Linked DNA regions of Mus musculus: all the other regions are linked to region 1. A link is a contact called in public Hi-C and HiCAR-type data. All regions are on one chromosome and are shown on one strand. The core of a region is the stretch at or near the end of the contact, and the rest is flanking DNA. Distances in the headings are between cores, read along the strand shown.

Region 1 (3,746 bases), core at 382-2,881:
AACTTGAGGAAATTATGTTATAGCTTATCACCAAAACAAATAAATCTGCTTCCATTTTATTACTACCTTTAGTATTTGGAAACATCTTAATAAATAATGAGTAATACCATGGTGCCTACTTAAACGGCTAATAACAAAGGAATAAGAGGAAAGCAAGCATTGACAATTATTTTATAGCACGCCCAGTAAAGAATCTGACTATGGGAATTGGAGAGACAACGAGCTAAAACCTAGCATCGTGTCCACTTTTATATTTCATTGCCCCCCTCCCCCTAATCCAGTACTACTGGGAGGAGACAGGAGTCACCAAGACATCACTTACACTTTTGTACTAACCATTTCTGGCACTTTTTTTTTTTCTCTAGACAGTAAAGTAAGCAGCTGAGAAGCACAGGGGAGGCACTTACGTTTGAGGGGTATAAAGGCCTGGCTTATTGAGGTCCAGGGTCCTTAACTCCTGCATAGAGAGGCGGCCAGCACCACAGGTGGAAACTGAACTGCGCTTCATTCTCGAAACCTAATTCAGGATTTCAGCGTTAGGAAAATGTTCCAGACTCAAGCAATTCAACGAGCAACAATTATTATCTTTATCCTCTAGTAGGAAAGCAACTAAGTTTGTTTCTGTACAACAATCGTTTCCTTGTATGCTATATTTATTTGTCCATGTAAACCGAAGTTCTTACAAAGAACACCTACGCAACTTCAAGTAGAAAAAAACGAGGCAGAAAAAAGAGGGGAAGATGGAGCTGAAAGTTTTGGGAGAAAAGGAGAGGGGACGACTGAGGAGAAGGAAAGTAGAGCAGAAGCACCTGGCCTGGAGAAGTTCTAAGGGGTCTCTTATATGGGGAAGATGGTAGTGTAGTGATAGATCTGCCCAATGTAGGCGCACAGCATGTATTCATATTAATTAAGTTGTGTTTTCATTGCCTGGGCTTATTTGGGTTGGAGATTTACTGCAACACCTTTCAACAAAGATAAACAATCCGGTTTACAACACAGGCTGCTCCCGCTTTTAAAACAAGTATCAAAATAATGTCTACGTTGGAGTCTGTCTTCATCTCTGCAGCATCAGACACTATGCACTCGGCCCTAGCTTCCACAGAGGGTTAGACAGATCGCATTTTTATTGTTGTTGTTTTGTCTTGAGCTAGGGGTGGAGAGTCAGACCCTTTAGCAAGCTGGGCTGAGCGCTGAGCACTGAGCCACACCCCTCCTTGTTTTGGTGGCTTGCGTTCAACCTAGTTTTACTCTCATGATTTCACTGGTTTCCAGTCATGTCCATACCAGGCTTTTAAGTTGCAGCATCAGCACGGGTACACAACACACCAATCAGCTTTCCCCCTGTCAGTCCCCACCTGTTAGCATCGCCTTCTCCCGCTACAAACGTTGCAGAGCCGGGCAGATCCCACCCCAGCTCCCTCGCAACAGTCAGCTCCAGCGCCGCGGACCATTTTAACACAGAGCTGATCCCATCTCAGCAGTTACCTTTCGCTCAGCTTCTCAACGAGACCCGGCGCCCAGCTTTCCGTAAACCGCACGACTGCACACGAAAACAGCCGCCCAAACCAGAGCGTCCGCTTCCGTCAACCCAAGGCGGTTTGAATTTTAAAGTTTCCGCCCGCGCTGACGTCAGGACTGCGACGGCGAGTACGCATGCGCGCTCGCTCAGCGCCCGCCCTCGTCGCCGGAAGTGTCCGCATCGGGGGCCAAGCGAGCTCTGGGCTCTTCCCAGGTCGTCGTTAGCGTCGGTGACCCGAAGGGAGTCCCGCCCTGTCCGGGAAGCTGGCATCTAGGACGAGTAGGGCTGTCCGGGCGGAGCGGCCCGAGCCCTCCTGGAATCAAGTTCCGTACAGCAATATGGCTGCGTCCTGGAAGTAGAAAGCGCGGGTTTGTCTCCGATAGGATGGAGGCCAGGACCCAAGCCTATGAGGCGGCGTGAGGTTCCTGACGTTAGGAGAGGCTGTCGAGTGTGGCGGTGGACGAGCCTGAGGGATATTTAACATCAGGCTTCCTCAAGTGCTCTGGATTCCCGCCGCCCAGCCTCGGAACAACAAGCAGGCGTTACTAGTTCCCGGATGGTGGTGGCCTGTCCCTGGGCTAAAGTGTAGATTCCTGGCTCTCGGCATTATTGTGCCGTTAGCTAGTTTTGAGCTAAGCAGTCCTTTTTTGAGTTTGAGGTTCCCTAGCGGTCACAGTGACTCCTCACTTTACGTCTCTACTGGGAAACCAAAATCTCAGGTATCACGAAGATCTCCATCACCAAATAGTAGTCAGCAGATATATTAGCAGGCATTATATTTCAGACTCTGTAAGCGGCAGTTCATTTACTTCTTGAAACTAATGGCATTAGAACATAAAAATGATCGTTTTAGTCGGGCGTTGTGGTACACACCTTTAATTTCCACGCTCTGGAAGCGGGGGTGGGGTGGGGGTAGGTTGTGGGGGAATCTCTGACCATCCTGGTTTACCTAGTGAGATCCGGGACAGCTAGAGCAACATAGACACTATATCAAAACAAAACAACCAACAAACCCAAGCAAAACCACCCCAAACAAAACCCACACGTACAAACAACTCCAAAAACTAAAGAGATAATTTTGAGGCTCAGTGAATTCAATGACTTTAGTTTGTATGTGGGGCAGGGTCCACACCCGAGAGAGTCTTGAATTTGAGGCCAGTTTGATGGACCTGGCATACACCAGGGCAACCTAGTGACTCTCTGTCTTTAAGAAACAAACACTATTCTGCAGTCAGTTGCATAAGAAATTTGACTATAAATGCTATTAGACGAGCCTTTAATTTATTTTTTATTCGGTTTTCTCTTAAGGTTTCCACTACATTATAATAAAGCTATATCCAGAAATGCAAAACATATCTTAAGTGAAGATAAAAATGTTCTGTAAAACCTAGTTACTGGAGTGTGGCTCAAACAGATTATAAATCTTGAAGTTTTGACCTAGCAAACTAGTTAAGTTGTGAACTTCTGATTACTATTCATGCTGCACTTGGTTTGGCTAGAGCACTCTTTTAATCTTACTGCCCTACAACTGATAAGGATTAGGTAGGGCAGGGATCTGAGAAATGGAGTGACTTCCTGTGGCAATTGTAGTTTGAAAGCACAACAGCTGTCTTTCCTTTCATTCCTGTGGCCCTCTCTAAATAGATTTATATCATTTAAAAAAGGGTAAATTCTTGTAGGTAATTACTATCCTTTGACTTGACAAGACACTCACCTTTTAAGGATTTAGTGACTTGAATACTTGGACCATGTGGACTCGTGCCTTGACTCAAGGACCAAAAAAGGACCATAGAGGGCACCCGAAGAAAGGAGGATCAAACTAAGAAGCATCTTTGGCTAAGTTGGCTGAAAAATTTGAATGACCAATTCTGAAATTAAAAGACATTTAAAGTATCGCATTTTTCCTTAAAGGTGGTATGTACACACTCACCTTGTATGTTTAAATATAAAACCTACTTGTGTGTACAAAGTACATCATCGATATACAGGACAGTAAGAACTTAATTACAACATTGGTATCAAACCCAGGACCCGCACGCTGAGCTATACTCCCAGCCCTGGTTGTGATTCTTTTTTTTTTTTTTTAAGATTTATTTATTTATTACATATAAGTACACTGTAGCTGTCCTCAGACACACCAGAAGTGGGTATCAGATCTCATTATGGATGGTTGTGAGCCACCATGTGGTTACTGGGACTTGAACTCAGGACCTTCAGAAGAGCAGTC
Region 2 (3,746 bases), core at 349-2,848, 1.7 Mb after region 1:
ACTGCTTCTTCCCACTCCATCTTCATCATTATGACAAACACTGCTCCCCACCGATCCCCCTTCACATCTGGAAGGCCTGGAGTAAGGGTTCAAATACAATATCCAAGGGCACATAACATTATAAGCCAGGCCATCAGCCCAATAACATTGCGAACTGTGGCAGGCACAGCAGTGCTCCCCTGAAACGGGTCTACCTACCAATAACCCCAAACACGCAAATGCATTAGATCCAATAAGGCTGTGGGTGGGATGAAGGATGCTACCTGACTGCCCCGCAGATGAGGAGGTGGTCATCTGGATGAGGTAGGGTAAGCCAATGGAAGAGCAAGGGTCCATCTGCGGATTGAATGTGGTGTGCCTCCTTCCAGGCTTCACGTGTTGAGAGCTCACAGCCTGGAAATGGCAGGGAAACATTATGGAAGAGGCAGGAGCTAGTAGGAATTCTTATGTCACTGGGGTTCTGCCCCTAGGGGGAACATGGGAGTTGTGGAGTGAACTCTCACTAGACCCAGTTGTTAGAGAAGCCTAAATCAGTCTCTACATTGCTGCTTTGTTGTTTGAGGGGTGTGTGTGATTTTTTTTCCCCTCACAAACATGTTCCTGTCACCTACCATGACAGTCCCATCAGAACCAGTGAGTGCCAGTGCCTTGGAACCCCAGAAATGGGTTCTCAACCATCCTTTCTGCTTATAAAGTCAGACTAGTCATTCCAGTAACAGAAGGAAAGGCATGTGGAACCTTTCCCATGGAAGATAGATGTTAAAGAGAAGGTTACTGCTATGAGATTTGAGAGACTAGATTTTTCACCAGCTTTGAAGGATGAAGGGGAGAAGTGTGGAGGAACACAGGTTGTCTCTAGAAGATGAAAAGAGGCAAGAAAATGGATGCCACCATAGGGCGTCTACCCAAAAATATACCATGCCGGACACCCAGTCTCACTTCTGACCAAGGAACTCTAAGACAATAAATAAATTTGTGCTATTTAATTCTAATAAGATAAATATGGCATTAAACCCGAAGTGGGACATAATACAACAAATGTCACACAGCCTGTGGAGGGTCCATGGCCGTGTTGCCCAATGGCTGTACAGGGGAGGCAGATCTGACCCTACAGAAGAAAACAAGAAGTGTTCCATCCCTTGCCTATCTTCCTGTACTAACCCCTTCAAAGTAAAAACAAAAAACAAAAAACAAAAAAAGCTCAAATGAAACCAGCTCAGACTTCTGACCGGCCATCCGTGTAACCAAACCCAACCCTCCCACTGGCAAAAGAAGCTGGAGGAGTGGTGGAGGAGAGGGACACAGGACAACTTTCCTTTTTCCTGTGTCCCACAGATGGTAGTTGGAGCCATCTTGGACTTTGAAGTGTCCTTGCTTCCTTGCTTGTTGACCCCACCCCCAACTAACAGGGTGAACGCTGTCGTACCTAGGGATTCTGCAGGTTTGTGTACACTCTGCCTTCTCCAGGAAGCCTTTGGTGGCCAATATGGCCCACATTCGACCCCTTCTGGCTACAAAGGTTTTACACAGTGGCTTCTGTTCAGCGTGGCGTGGCACAGGAAGACAGTTTAACATACCACCCCTCTCTTCACAAACCGTTTCATGCCTCTAGACCACAAAGAGGAAGTATAAAGACACCAATTCTCTGTTGGCTGGTGCTCATCAGCTGGTATGATCACCAACCAAGAGGGCATATCCCAGCTACAGCCTGATATAGCCTGCTTCTCATAGGTTTTTCTTCCCTGATAAGTACATTTTGGCTTCACGCTTTCTTTAAGTTTCCCTGGACTTCTTTTCTGGAACTGCTGGAACATCTATGCATGAGTTCTGCCATGTTGTAATACATGGCAGACTCAGGCAACCCAAGAAATGTAAAGTTCAGTGACTCAGGCCAGACTCTTGAACCTCTTCCAGAGGACCGGAGTTTTATCCCCACCACCCATGTTGGGCGGCTCACAGCTACCAGTAACTCCAGTTTTATGGGGATCCAATGTTTTGTTCCATCTTTTGTTGGCACCCACACTCAGATGCACATACCTGCTCCCCATACATATAATAAAAAATAAAAATCTATACTGAAAGTCTGTTTAAACATCTTTATACATGTACATTTTTTAATCATAAAAATAAATATTTATGGTCCAATGGCTCAGGAGATTTGACCTTGAGTAGGCCTGTCCTGAGCGCTTCTCTGACTTCAGTTTTGCCGGGGCAGGTGTCTATCAAAAGCTTTATTCTAGTCGACTTTATTCTGTGGCTATGCCTGACTTTCAGGTTCTAGTCTACTGACTGTGTGGCTCCTCTGGACTCAGATAGCCCACTGAGCTCACTGCCTTTCTGGACTCCTTCTGATTAGGCAGCCCTGTATGATTAACATCTCCATTCCAGACACCTACTGACCTGCCTGCCTGCCTGCATATGGTCAAGATGTTCACTCAACAGGCCTAGAAAAGGATCTCTCTGTACCTTTTTTTATTTCTACCTTGACAGATATCTCATCCGAGTTAAAAAACATTTATCCACTAGCCGCATCCTCACCCTGGTTTTCAGCCTCCCTCTTCATCATCCCTATCGATCAAGCACAGAGACTTCAAGCTGATCCAGTCACGAAATTGCACATTTCCTTTAGGAAACATTGTCCGTGAATGTCCTCCCACTGCGTACCAGCCTCACGGAGAGACACTTAGAGCCTGTATGGGCCTGCTTCTTCTGGAACCATGTTCTAGTCCCCTCTGGCCTTCCGAGCAAAGAGGAGTGCCATGTTTGTCCTGGATCAAAGAAGCCTGCAGTCACTCCCCATATCCTCCACTCCGCTAGCTGCTCTGGGCAGTTTGAAGATTAATGAGGTGGCACATGTGCATGCGGCATGCAGAAAGGAGCCGGCAGAGAAAGTAGTAGCAGCGACCTGCAGAGATAGCGAGTGACTGCCACCCAATGAAAGATGCACATGTCCCAGTAGTGTTACGACCTGCAAGCAGTGTCTATTTTCAAGCTGCTCAGGATGTCACAGATTGTGAACCACTGCTAATTCATTCATGGCATTCCTGGGGACCAAGCAATGCCTCCATTTGGGGATTGGCAAAGATGGAAGTAGCCAGTAGGGTCAACTCTCTGCATGCAGGGATAGGTCCTCATGCTATCTCTCTGTGTGCAGGAATATATCCTCATGCTATCTCTCTGTGTGCAGGGACAGGTTCTCATGCTGGCTAGACGGTTGCTGAAGTATTGCCCACATAGTAGGTCATGATGCTTTTGGTGATGCTTGCTCTAGTCTGGAGTCTTCTGAGTGATTTGGCAGATGGCTGTGTGTACCTGCATCATCCTTTGCATAAATTCCACCTGGTCACATTCTAGAGAATGATTCTCTATGTTTGTGTGCCCAAAGGGCTGCACTACTTATAGACTATAAATAATTTCTCTCCGAAATATCAAAACATCCCCTTTTCCTTAGGAATGTATTTTCTATTTTTAATGGTATCTTCCGGGAGGTAGGTCTTAAGCAGGAATACTTTGGTTTGGGTCCTCAAAGTTGCCCTCGTTTGCCCTGACCCCTGTTCTTAAAGAATATTTCTCCATGATCTATTTAGTTTAAGGTCTTAGGCTAAAACATGGCTTTTGATTATGTATTCCCGACTCCACGCTCATGTTTTGCATTTCAGGATGACTTGGAAAGGTCAAAAAACACGTTTCTCTCTGAATCAAGTTGGGACCGTACCAGCATCCACCTCAGTACCCTTTCCAGTGTG
Region 3 (3,746 bases), core at 412-2,911, 1.6 Mb after region 1:
GTTGAGAAATGTTGGTTAAAGGATCTAAGTTGAGGGGGCTATCCTGGAGTCTCGGGTATCCATCTTTCTTCACTACTCTCCTTTAATCCATTAGAACAAAAGAGGAATCTCTAGTAGAGGGAAGGCTATGTATAGACTCTTTAAATCCTCAGAGAACTCACAGCGGTGCATTCTTGAGAGGTTCTGGGGGATCCCCATGTTAAGTTCAAAACAATGACAAGCCTTAAAATTCCTAAGATTTTCCCAGAACTCTTGAGTTTAGAGACAAAAGTGAGGTCCGTTCAACCTCTGAGGGATAACTGCATTTTTGTGCTGCTTTTTTTCCTTCGTTGTATTTTCTGTTTTCTAATACAATTGTGGCACATCTCAAACACTTAAGTATTGAATAAAGGTAAAGGAGAGGTAACGCTGGCTCTGAGCGCGAAGGCACCTTGCATTTGTTTTTTAAAATTTAGAGTCTTGCAGAGGCAGTCTCCTGGCTCTGTTATGGGGACTGCTGGGACTACAGGCATGTACTACCACACAAGGCTACCCTGAACTTAAAAATTCATTTCTCTCTGTTTCATGTTAAATAAACAGATTAAATGAATAAACATAAATGAAAAGCTGTTGAAAGGCTCTGTCGGCTATGTGTGGACATTTCATATTTTTAAAGATGTCTATTATCTGTTAAAAGTCAGCAAGAAGGTATTGTGCAGGGGAAACGCAAAGAGGTTAAATTAACCAGTCTCTAGCATCCAGGTGCTTAGTCTGGTAGGTTTGGAGCCAGATCCAACACTGTAGAAAGGCACAAAGACCTTTCCAAAAGAGTGTCCTACAAAACCAAACCAAACCAAACCAAACTTAAAAAAAAAAAAAAAAACCCAAAAAACCAACAAACAGAAAAAAAAAAAAAAACCAAAAAAACCAACAAACAGAAAAAAAAAAAAAACCCAAAAAACCAAACAACAACAACAACAACGACAAAAACCCGACAGCAACATAAAAACTGATTGGGCCATCCAGAAGAGGAAACGTTGAGACTTGAGCAAACACTGCGAATTAGCAACAGTTGCGCACCACAGAACCTGGAGTTGCTTTTTGACTTGGGGCAAGAAAATAACGCTTGTCATTTAGTGTCTCTGCGTTTTCCATCCTGCAACTTTAGGGGTTGAATGAAGGTGCGTTTAGTTTTACACCATCAGGAACCTGGCTCTAGAACTGACTGCGTGATCATTTGCTCTTTACATGAGGCAAGAAAGTAAGAGTTGTAAATGATTGCCTCCGATTTATTTTCCATGAGGTAACCTCAGGCGTTGAAGGTGTCTTGAGTTTTGTGCCAGCAGAAACTCAGGCTCTAGAATTGGCTGGATACTAAATTGCCCTTTGATTCCTGACGTAAACGTTAGGCTTGCAAATGAGTGCTCTAGCTTTGCCATCCCCCTACGCAACCACTAGATTCCCCGGAGACCACCGCTTGAGTTCTCATTTTTGGTTTCTTGCTCCTCTACCCCTACCAGCTTTGGCAGGCATCTGCGCCTGGCCACACTGATCTGGGGCGCGGTTCCTTTAAAGGAGCTTAGACGACGCCCGGGGTCTCTCCCCACTGCGGAGCAGGGGCGGAGCGCCCGGTTCAAGGGCTTCCCACGCAGCCGGAGACGCCTTGCGTCACTGCGCCAGGAGCCAATCAGGGTGGAGCCCGGAGGGACGCATTACTAAGGCGACGGGGCTCGACGCCTCCCCGCTTCGGGATGAATTAGCGGCGGGTTCTTCTCCCAGGTTGTGACCCCCGTGGAGTCGCTGTCTCGCCCCAGTGTCCCCGCGACGTCGCGCGTTTCCCCCGGTGTGTCCCAGGTGCGCGGCCCGCGGTGTCAGGTGTGGGCTTCGGCGCGGGAACATGGCGGCAGCCAAGGGATTTTTTTTTCCCGAGTGGGCGGATGGAGAGCTGCGGCTCGGCGGCTTTTCCCCGGAGCAGGCCTCCTCGGGTGGGCCCTGGGGGACGGACACTGGCGGGAATTGGGTGGAGGGCTTAGGGCGATCGGCTCTTGGGAGGGAGGCCGAAGCCTCCAGAGCTGATCAGGATGCGGGGGCGAGGAGCGTCGGGTGCCCCTTCTGTGCTCACCTTCCTGTCCACACCACACCTCGGTGAAACCCGGGAGCTGCCGGGTCCCCCTACACCGCCTACGGTGTGTCAGGGTCCAGATTCCAGGAGCACAAGGCTTTCCAGGGGTCGCCACGTGAACGGCCCACAAGAGAGTTTTTCAGGGTTCAAGCAGTTTGTTTCTTGCAGGTGACAGAGGTGTGCCCTAGGTCTAGGTGGCAGTGCCACAGAAAGAACGATAGGCCACATTGAAGGCTGACTTCGAGTCCAATTTTCCTTTTTATTGGCATTCGCTCTAGCTAAGGGCTGGCCTCTCATGGTCCTTGCCTCTGCCCTTGTATTGGTGCGATAACAGGCGTGCTTCACCACGCCCACCTGGCAGGTTTGGTCTCTCAGGTTGTATCTTTTTTGTTGTTCTTTTTTTGTTTGTTTTTGTTTTTGTTTTTTTTTTCGAGACAGTGTTTCTCTGTATAGTCCTGGCTGTCACTTTGTATCACTATGTAGACCAGGCTGGCCTCAAACTCAGAAATCTGCCTCTGCCTCCGAAATGCTGTGATTAAAGGCGTGCTCCACCACGCCCGGCTTCTCAAGTTGTATCTTAACATCTAAGATTATGTTTGACCAGAAGCAATAAAGACAAGGCATAAGGTGTTTCTTTGTGGTTGTGGAGCTGTTTTGTTTCCTGGTTCTTGCCTGAAGGCTTAGTCGCCTCTGATTGGATGTAGACAGAGCTGAGTTTTACATTCAGTTAAGTCCAAGGAAAGTATTGAAAAAGAAATTGGTGAAGGCCTTACCAAGATAAAATGCTTCCCATTCATACCCATCACGTGTTTCGGGAAAGAAACCCCCTGTCACAAAAAGTTTAAAGAGTTGGATGGGCTACTTTTTAAAATACTATTTTGATGAAAGACTTTGCAAAATTCATGTATTAAAAAATTTGTATTTGTGTATGCGAGGCTGCATGAGTTTATATTCACCACACAGTGTGGTGACACTGGAGCTGGAGTTTCAGATGGTTTTTGAGTCACCTAATGTGGGTGTGGGGAACCCAACCCTGCTCCCTTAAAAGAGGAGTAAGTGCTTTAAACCATTGAGCTATCACGCCAGGCCTTAGACTTAGGTGTTTTTGATTTAGTAAAGGAATTGAAAAGACACAGAGCACTTAGCTTCAGTCCTAATAGCTTCTGTCTCAGGGGTGCCCCGAGTATCTTGCACTGTGGTTTCCACGTGGCTTTAATTTGAGCAAATGTTCCCACCAGGTCTAAAGAGGTTGGCTCCTGCATACGTTAGGAGGGACTCTTTCAAACTGAATCTGGGGAGATAGAGTCAGTTTGGCCTAGGATTGAGGTTATATGTAGTGGTAACTAGGTGGCTGCTGCTTCTGCTTCTTCTTCTTTCTTTCTTTCTTTTTTATTATTATGTATTTTCCTCAATTACATTTCCAATGCTATCCCAAAAGTCCCCCCTACTCCCCCCCCACTTCCCTACCCACCCATTCCCATTTTTTTGGCCTTGGTGTTCCCCTGTACTGGGGTATATAAAGTTTGTGTGTCCAATGGGCCTCTCTTTCCAGTGATGGCCGACTAGGCCATCTTTTGATACATATGCAGCTAGAGTCAAGAGTTCCGGGGTACTGGTTAGTTCATAATGTTGTTCCACCTATAGG
Region 4 (3,746 bases), core at 465-2,964, 1.3 Mb after region 1:
TTTCTCTCAGGCACCATGCAGGGCAGTGTCACTTTTAGAATGTCTTGGATAGCAGGACAAAGCAAGAAAGCAGTATTTGCAGCTCAAATTATTCCACAGTAGTCAACGGTTGCTGAAGTTAGCGTAGGTGTCCCTAGCTCGGGACTTAAGTTTCTAGGGTAATCCTTGAATACTTAGCTTCTTTCAAAAGGCAAGACTTTTCACCATGTAAACCTTTCTGTCCTCCATGGTGAAAAGTCCAGCTACAGAGAGCAGAACTGCTCTCAGAGCAAAGGCAAGCCTTGACTTTTCCAAACTGAGTATAGATGCCCGCCCCCTTCACAGCACACCTGAACACAGCAACAGCTGCTGCAAGCACTAATACCTCCCTCTGCCCAGGGCTTTCAGCTACCAGACACTCCTCCTGAAAAGGGGAAAAACAAAACAAAACAAAACAAAACAAAACAAAACAAAACAAAACAAAACAAGTGTGCCTAAAACAGTGGTTCTGAACCTCTGGGTCACAACTCCTTTGGCAAACTTCTGTCTCCCAAAATATTTACACTAAGAGTTGTAAGAGTAGCAAAATTAAAGTTATGAAGTAACAACAGATATAATTTCATGGTTAGGGGTCACAACAACATGAGGAACTGTATTGAAGGGTCATAACATTAGGACAGTTGAGAACCATTGCCCTAAAGAGTCCTGGAAGTAGCCCACCACCACCCACCCACCTACCCACATTACCACCACTTACCCACCCACCCACACCACCACCACCCACACCAACCACACCACCAGCAGCAGATGGGGAGAGGGGGGCAATAAATATACAAAATCCTTCCTTCCAGGATGTCCCAGAATTCCACAGCAGTTTCAACAGCAACTTGTTTAAAAACCCTGTTATCTTCTTCCCTTTCCTGCTTTGCTTCCACGTCCCTTCGTGAGTATTTCCCAGGAACACTGTCCAGATACAATGCTTGCCTAGAGAGGAAGTGTTTGCGTGGAAGGCTCACTTCAGACTCTGCTTGCGCAGAGGCAGAGGGCACAGAGCTGAAGACCAGGAGGGACTCTCAGAGACCGGTTAGCCCACTTCCAGCAATCTTACAGTGAATCAAGCTGAGGTCCAGGGACTGTGGAGTCAGAAGCAGAGTTAATGTCAACGTTGAAACCTGCCAGCCTTGCTGAGACTGAGAAGCTAATAAAGATGAATAAGTAACTACATAATAACCAGGAGGCTTAGGAGTTGCTGAGGTTAGGGGCTTGACTAATGTTGATTGTGTTTGTGCTTGAGTGTGTATATAAATATGCAAGTAATTTTTTAATATTCCCCATAAATATAAATAAATTAGTTCTTTCTGATGGCTGCAACTCATTTTTGCAGCTTAAAAAGAAAACCTCCTAGCTCATGGTTTAAGAGATAAATTTTAAGAGAGAGCTCGTAGCTCATTTGCAGGACTGTGGAACATTCCAGAAAGCTTGTTTAAAGAGACTTGAAGGGAATCCAGCAAAGAAACAGAAGAGTTTCACTTAACTTCCACCTTTCTGTCAGTTGCTCTCTACCACTTAAGCCTCAGCTGTGAGAGGATGCAGGTCTGTGTGGACCTTCGTGATGTGAACACTTCCTGCCAAAGCACCTCTGGGTCAGCCAGAGGGAACGCTCATGCAAGATCTGCCTGCGGTTGGGATCAGCAAGGGGTACTTGCCAGGTAGGTCAACCTCAGTCAGTTATCAGTTGACCACAAACAGCAAGCAAGACAGCAGCCTCCCTGGGCAGCTGTTGCTTCATCGGGAGCATGGGATGAGGCTTGGTCATCATCCACTTCCTGGATAACAGGGAGTGGCTATTTCCTTCTTTATTTGAAAAGCTGTGCCTTCTACGGTGCTGGGCTCAGTAAATTCCACACACGTTATCTTGACGGCTAATGATAACTCAAACGATGGGTGTGAAGAATGTTCTTAAACAAACACCTAGCAGCCAGATGTTAAAGGCAACCTGTTGGGACTGAGGGTGTGGCCCATTTGGTAGTGTTTGTCTAATATGTGCAACGCCTTGGCTTCAGTCCCCAGCACTGCATGTATTGGATACAGTGGTGTACACAGGGAATTCTGGAATCTGGGAGGGGAAATGGGAAGATCAAAAGTACAAGGCCAGGGCTGGGTGATGATGCATCAGTAAGGTATCTGCCACACAGCATAAGGGCCTGAGTTCAAGTCTACAGCACCCATGTAAAAGCCAAGCATGGTGGTGCAAATGTGCAATGCCAGAAGTGAGGGGCAGATCCCTGGAGCTCACTGCCCAGACAGCTCATTGGCTAGACAACCCAGCTGAATCAATGAGCTCCAGGTTCAGTAAGAGACTCTGTCTCAAAAAAAAAAAAAAATAGGGTGGAAAGCAATAGGGGAATAGGGGAGAACACCCAACACTGACCGCTGACCTACACACACACACACACACACACACACACACACACGTACATGCACATTTAGTCATGCACACACTCACATGAACATGTGTGTTTATCATAAAAATAAATAAATTAACTTTTGTTTTGTTTTGTTTAGACAGGATCTCCCTGTGTAACAGCCAGGGCTATCCTGGAACTCTCTTTGTAGACCAAGCTGGCCTTGAACTCAGATCTGTCTGCCCCTGCCCCTGCCCCTGCCCCTGCCCCTGCCCCTGCCCCTGCCCCTGCCCCTGCCCCTGCCCCTGCCCCTGCCCCTGCCCCTGCCCCTGCCTCCTGAGTGCTGGGATTAACGGTGTGAACCACCACAACTGGTAAGAATCACATTTATAGAAGTATTTATTTAGTTTTATTTTGTGATGAGTGTTTTGCCTACATGTATGTAAGTGAATTGCAGTGTGCAGTGCCTGAAAAGGCCAGAAGAGGGCATCAGAAACCCAGTAGCTGCAGTTACAGGTGGTTGTGGGCCGCCATGTGGGCGGTGAGAATGAAAACTCAGGACTCTGCTAGACCAGCCAGTGTTCTCAACTACTGAGCCATCTCTCCAACACTAAATGTTTAGATTTTTATTTAAAATGTTCAATGTCTTCTTGAGCTATTTAGCAAATTCAAGGCCAACCTAGGCTACATAAAACCTTATCTAAAATAAAATAAAATAGAATAAAATCTGCCTTCCCTTTCTGGCTCATGTTTATTCTACTCTCTAAATGATTCTTGCTCCAGCACTGCCACTATGACCAGTCCTCCTTTCAAATTAAAAGTCTCTCTCCCACCCTGCCACCCTCCCAGAGTGAAAAGGCCTTAATGTGTGTTCTCTCTCTCTCTCTCTCTCTCTCTCTCTCTCTCTCTCTCTCCCTCTCTCCATCCTTCTCTCTCCTTCTCTCTCTCCTCTCTCTCTCCCTCTCTCAAACACACACACCCACACATACACATTCATAATAAATAATAAATATTTGTAAAATCTTAATTCATCCAGGCCTAGTAACACAAGGCTTTACCCCCATGACTCTAGAGGCAAAGGTGACTGATCTCTGCGAGTTCAAGGCCAGCCTGGTCCACTGAGGTAGAACCTGTCCTGCCAGGGCCACACAGTGAGACACAAACAAACAAACAAACAAACAAACAAAAGCTATCTCCACTAGTCACCCTGCTCATCAGCTGTGTGGCAAATTGCCCAATATCTCCAAGCTACTGCTCCACCATTTGTAAAGTGAGGGGACTAGTGGCCTTTGAAGGAGTTGAGAGAACCAACCACACTGCCTGGCTCTTTACACTGGAGCAAACGTTAATTCCCCTGGATTC
Region 5 (3,746 bases), core at 400-2,899, 1.1 Mb after region 1:
ACAAGAGTCAAGAAAAAAAGAGCAATAGTGTGAGGTCCCGTAACTTGGAACTCGGGCGTTATAGGGACGTTTCAGCCATTCTCAGAGCTCAGGAAGGAGGGCATCCAATTATGATCCAGTGGGATCGTGTGTAAGTCAGTGGAAGGCATTCTGCCAACACTGGAAAACTTTTCTCCCAACTTGGTTGCTAGAGAGAGAGAGAGAAGGTTCTATTGGGAAGTTACTATGTTTAAGCACATAAAAAGAAACCACGGGTCTAAGTTCAAGTACGATGAAAAGGGGGCTAGAAGAATAAGAGTTAGTTAGCAGTGTCTACATGTCGTATAACTAAAAATGCAAATCCCAACACACTCTAGTGGGAGCTGCTCACCCGTCCCGAAGATCTGGAAGAGAAGGCGGGGCTGGGAGGCTCGGATCGCACTGGATAGCCTTCCCTCCCTGCCCACTTCCGATGCCTTCTTCTCAGGCATCAGGCGGATCCTCAGCCTCCCTTCGCCGTGGAGAATCCACCAGCTGAACAGCTCGCTGAGGTTGAACTGGAGTATCCCCACAGCCGCTACCTCCTCTGGGGGACCAATACAGCCTTCAAGAATCGTCTCCTCGCCCAGCTCCAGCACCAGCTGTTTGGCACGCCTGAGCTTGCGCACCGAGCCTCCCTTCAGCACCCTGGACAGCGTCGGACCCGCCTCGGGACTAGGAGAACTGGCTCCATCTGCCCAGGAGATTCCAGGCAGTGGCCCCAGCAGCCTGAGCAGAGGCTCACAATCCAGGGCCAGTGATCCCCGCGCCTCCAGCCCGCCAGCCTCGGGCTCCGAGGGGGACCGTGGCTGCGGTAGCAGCAGGTCTCGGGCATAGACGCGGAAGAGCGAGGGTACAACGAAGTCCACTGCCAGACTCTTCCTCTGCAGGCGCGAATAACTGAGCGGCTCCCGGGGCTGCAGAGGAGGCCCTGAGGCTGGGGAACCCGCGCGCTGATCGGTTGCAGCTCCGGAGTACGAGGCTGCTGCCAAAAGCAGTGGAGGCAGCAGCCACAGGAACCCAGCAGCTCCCATCCCGCTGGAGGGCGAGTTTACACTAGTCTCCCTTCCCTTGCTGGTCCAGCCTCGCCCTTCACTCTCCCCCAAACAGGAAAGGGCTCCAAATAGTCCTTGGTCCTGAATGGCTCCTTCCACTAGATCTCAGGGACTGTGTGTACACTATAGAGCGCCCTTGCTTTTCCCAAGCTACAAGGAGGCGAGAAGGGTTCTCAGCAAAACGGAAGACAAAGTCAGGGGGTAGTTCGGAGACAGTGAGACACCCTGGGCTCAACAGCTGGATCCTGCGCCTCTCGCCGTGCTGCGCCCCATTTGTAGAGGCCTTTGCTCAGGGACCAGGGAGGTGGCAATTAGGTACCGTTCAAGGAGCCCTCGGCGACCAGAGCTCTCCTCTTAGCTTCCAATCTTCTGCAACTTTCCAGGCTGTGAACCGTGGCTCCGAGTCGGTCACTGTCTTGCCCACGTCCTCCGCTCCTGTCACCTCCTCTGCGCTCCTTCCCAGGTCTAGGCAAGGACCACCGGAGGGGGCTGCTTTCTAGCGCCCCCTCAAGTGACCTCCGCTGCAGGAAGTCTTCGGATCGATCACCCTGCCCGCTGAACTTCTGGGCGTGAACACGAGCTCTGCGTTGCGGAGAGGAGGCTCCCGCTGCCTCCACGCGCGCAAGTTTGCAGCGTCCTTGCCGTCACCGACGTCTTGGTTCCTCGGAGTTCACTCCCAAGCACCCGGGCGGCCCTGGCCGCTGGCGACTAGTGAAAACATTCCGGGCAGAGGAGCCCGCAATGTAGCCAGCCCCCTCCTCACCTACCAGCAGCGCCCGCGGTTTTGTTGACTGGCCAGGGGGCGAACGGAAAACGTCTTACTGCCCCCCCGAGAACCGCTGGACAGAAGCAGCGGGAGGTGCCAGTTGCCACCGCTGCTGCCGCCCCCAGAGCCGCTGGATCGCATCTGCCTGGGCGCCCGCCACTTGCAGCTGGCAGTGCCGCGAGCGCGCGCCGAAGGGGGGCGGGGCCTCCGCGAGGGGCGGGGCTCTAGAGCGAACTCAGCGCAGCCGCCCAGCCCACGCAGCCGGCCCCGCCCCCTTCCAAGCCCGCCGGCCAATGCCGCTGCGAGATCTGCTCCTATGCAAATCTGCAGAGGCCTCAGTATTCATTGAGAAAAGCACCAAGCCCGCCCCGCCTCCCGCTGCTGGTGCCTGTTCCTTCCTCCAGATTGCCTGCCCTATTTCTCCGCTGTGCGAACAAGAGAGTATTTTGGATAAATGGGAAAACTGGAAGCGATCGTTGCAACCAAACACTCTGTCTAATTATACATTTAACAGATTAAATGTGTCCGACTTCAGAGGAGCAGGTTCCGGAATAAATCTGGAGGCAAAGAAAAACCAGAAGGAGGCAGGGGTAGCGAGGCCCTGCAAGATTCAAGAGCCTTGGAGCCTTGAAAGGGAACCTTCTCCAACACTCCTGTTATTTGAAAGCATTCCTGAGAGCCTGAGTTGTTCTTCTTCGGCTTTAGCCGCAACAAATGCTGTCAGACCTGTCAGCCACTTGGTTTTCTCATAATGGTGTCTGCACAGGTTTCCAGACAGAAACTGGGGATGAAACTCAGAGCCTTCTATAAGACAAGCGAACGCTCTGCCGCTGAGCAACCACCCCACCACGACACTATTTGTTTATTCACTTTTTTTATTTTGGCCTTTTTTGAAATACGACCTCGTTTTTGTAGCCCAGGCTGGGCTTGAACTCACTACACTGCCTAGACTGACTAGGAACTCTTGGAAATCCTGTTCCGGCTTTTCAAGTGCTGGGATTTGGGATTACAAGCATAAACCACCACACATGAGACGGATATTTTTAATTCCAGTTCTGGATCATTTGCTCATGTGAGACTTCCAAGCCCACCCTCCAGTCCTCTTGACTGCTACTTTGCCCTAGCGGTCCATGAGTAGCAGGCCAGAGGCTATGGATATGACTCTGTGGAAGAAGGTTGTGTGGGGCGGTGGCACACACACTCAAGGCCTTCTATTTATTCACTTACTTAAAATGCCAGGTTCTCCCTCCAGTCTCCTTTTCTTTCAGATAATGGCTGTGTGTCACCAGAAGCCCAGATAAGGGTAAGTTTTAGTTCACACAAATTTCTCAGTCCCTTCTCTCCAAGGCTGACTGTCTCACTCATGCTAGCTCTCCCAGTGTCCCAGTACATTGTCCAGTGGACCCTCCCTCACCCAGCTCTAAGAGATGCAGTATCTTGCTCACTGCCCCACATGCGAGAACAGCCAAGTGGAGACCCTGCTCCTTTAAGGCCAGGGTCTTTCCCATAACTGTGCTGTCATGATGAGCAGTGAAACCCTAAAGACAAAACCAACCAATCAAACAAACAAACAACACTACTTCTCAGTGAACGTCTGGCTTTCAGCCGTATATGTGAAATACTCATATGTAGCCAACTTAATTGTTTAAGGGATGAGATTTGAAAAAAAGAGAATTAAAAAAAAATGCTCCTATCTTGGGGAAGGAAGAAGACCATGGAGTTAATTATTTTCATAGTATGTTTGGGTTCTCATCAAATTTTCTGCTGTGAAAACCCTCAGGAAAAAAATCTTTCTATCTAAAACGTGAAAAGGATCAAAACACTAGCCCCTTCACACCCCTGTTCCATGTCTTTCCTGTCTGTATAACTCTTGTTCAAAGGCGAATTGACTCTTAATCTGTCAAGGA

What was found. A called contact is a pair of places that touch in the nucleus more often than the background predicts. HiCAR-type assays count read pairs that join an accessible place to other places.
Region 2: a contact with region 1 is called in a Hi-C map of B cells, with 5 read pairs. The contact joins the enhancer-like site here to the promoter of Ndc80 in region 1. A contact is called at or near these places in 4 of 39 promoter capture datasets (the 3T3-L1 cell line, hippocampal neurons and pre-B cells), 1 of 484 Hi-C or Micro-C datasets (B cells) and 1 of 115 datasets of contacts at active chromatin or transcription factors (large pre-B cells).
Region 3: a Hi-C map of B cells shows a contact between it and region 1, with 8 read pairs. The contact joins the promoter of Lclat1 here to the promoter of Ndc80 in region 1. A contact is called at or near these places in 3 of 39 promoter capture datasets (embryonic stem cells, hippocampal neurons and liver), 1 of 484 Hi-C or Micro-C datasets (B cells) and 2 of 115 datasets of contacts at active chromatin or transcription factors (astrocytes and large pre-B cells).
Region 4: a contact with region 1 is called in a Hi-C map of bone marrow-derived macrophages, with 9 read pairs. The contact joins the enhancer-like site here to the promoter of Ndc80 in region 1. A contact is called at or near these places in 12 of 39 promoter capture datasets (the 3T3-L1 cell line, 3T3-L1-derived adipocytes, the C10 cell line and 7 more), 1 of 484 Hi-C or Micro-C datasets (bone marrow-derived macrophages), 4 of 115 datasets of contacts at active chromatin or transcription factors (the 230-238 cell line, astrocytes, epiblast stem cells and 1 more) and 1 of 9 other capture datasets (macrophages).
Region 5: a HiCAR-type map of astrocytes shows a contact between it and region 1, with 4 times the contacts expected there. The contact joins the promoter of Alk here to the promoter of Ndc80 in region 1. A contact is called at or near these places in 1 of 39 promoter capture datasets (hippocampal neurons) and 4 of 115 datasets of contacts at active chromatin or transcription factors (astrocytes, embryonic hindbrain, embryonic stem cells and 1 more).

The regions. Positions count from the first base shown.
Region 1 is chr17:71,525,226-71,528,971 of GRCm38.p6, forward strand. Ndc80 (NDC80 kinetochore complex component) reads right to left here and starts at 1,632. Exons shown (of 17, transcript NM_023294.2): 1 at 1,486-1,632; 2 at 408-517. The coding sequence starts at 508. It also overlaps a transcript of Spdya not described here.
Region 2 is chr17:73,272,438-73,276,183 of GRCm38.p6, forward strand. No RefSeq gene overlaps it. Among named protein-coding and RNA genes, the nearest start is that of E330032C10Rik, 23 kb to the left of the region's middle. Within about 2 kb of position 1,599, at least 82 of the 459 cell types and tissues checked have an H3K27ac peak or open chromatin away from gene starts, as enhancers often do. A contact at or near this core is called in B cells and pre-B cells, where this site is marked.
Region 3 is chr17:73,106,324-73,110,069 of GRCm38.p6, forward strand. It overlaps Lclat1 (lysocardiolipin acyltransferase 1), which reads left to right and starts at 1,662. Exons shown (of 6, transcript NM_001177967.1): 1 at 1,662-1,833.
Region 4 is chr17:72,793,832-72,797,577 of GRCm38.p6, forward strand. No RefSeq gene overlaps it. Among named protein-coding and RNA genes, the nearest start is that of Ypel5, 41 kb to the right of the region's middle. Within about 2 kb of position 1,715, at least 34 of the 459 cell types and tissues checked have an H3K27ac peak or open chromatin away from gene starts, as enhancers often do. A contact at or near this core is called in bone marrow-derived macrophages, where this site is marked.
Region 5 is chr17:72,602,658-72,606,403 of GRCm38.p6, forward strand. It overlaps Alk (anaplastic lymphoma kinase), which reads right to left and starts at 1,650. Exons shown (of 29, transcript NM_007439.2): 1 at 371-1,650. The coding sequence starts at 1,052.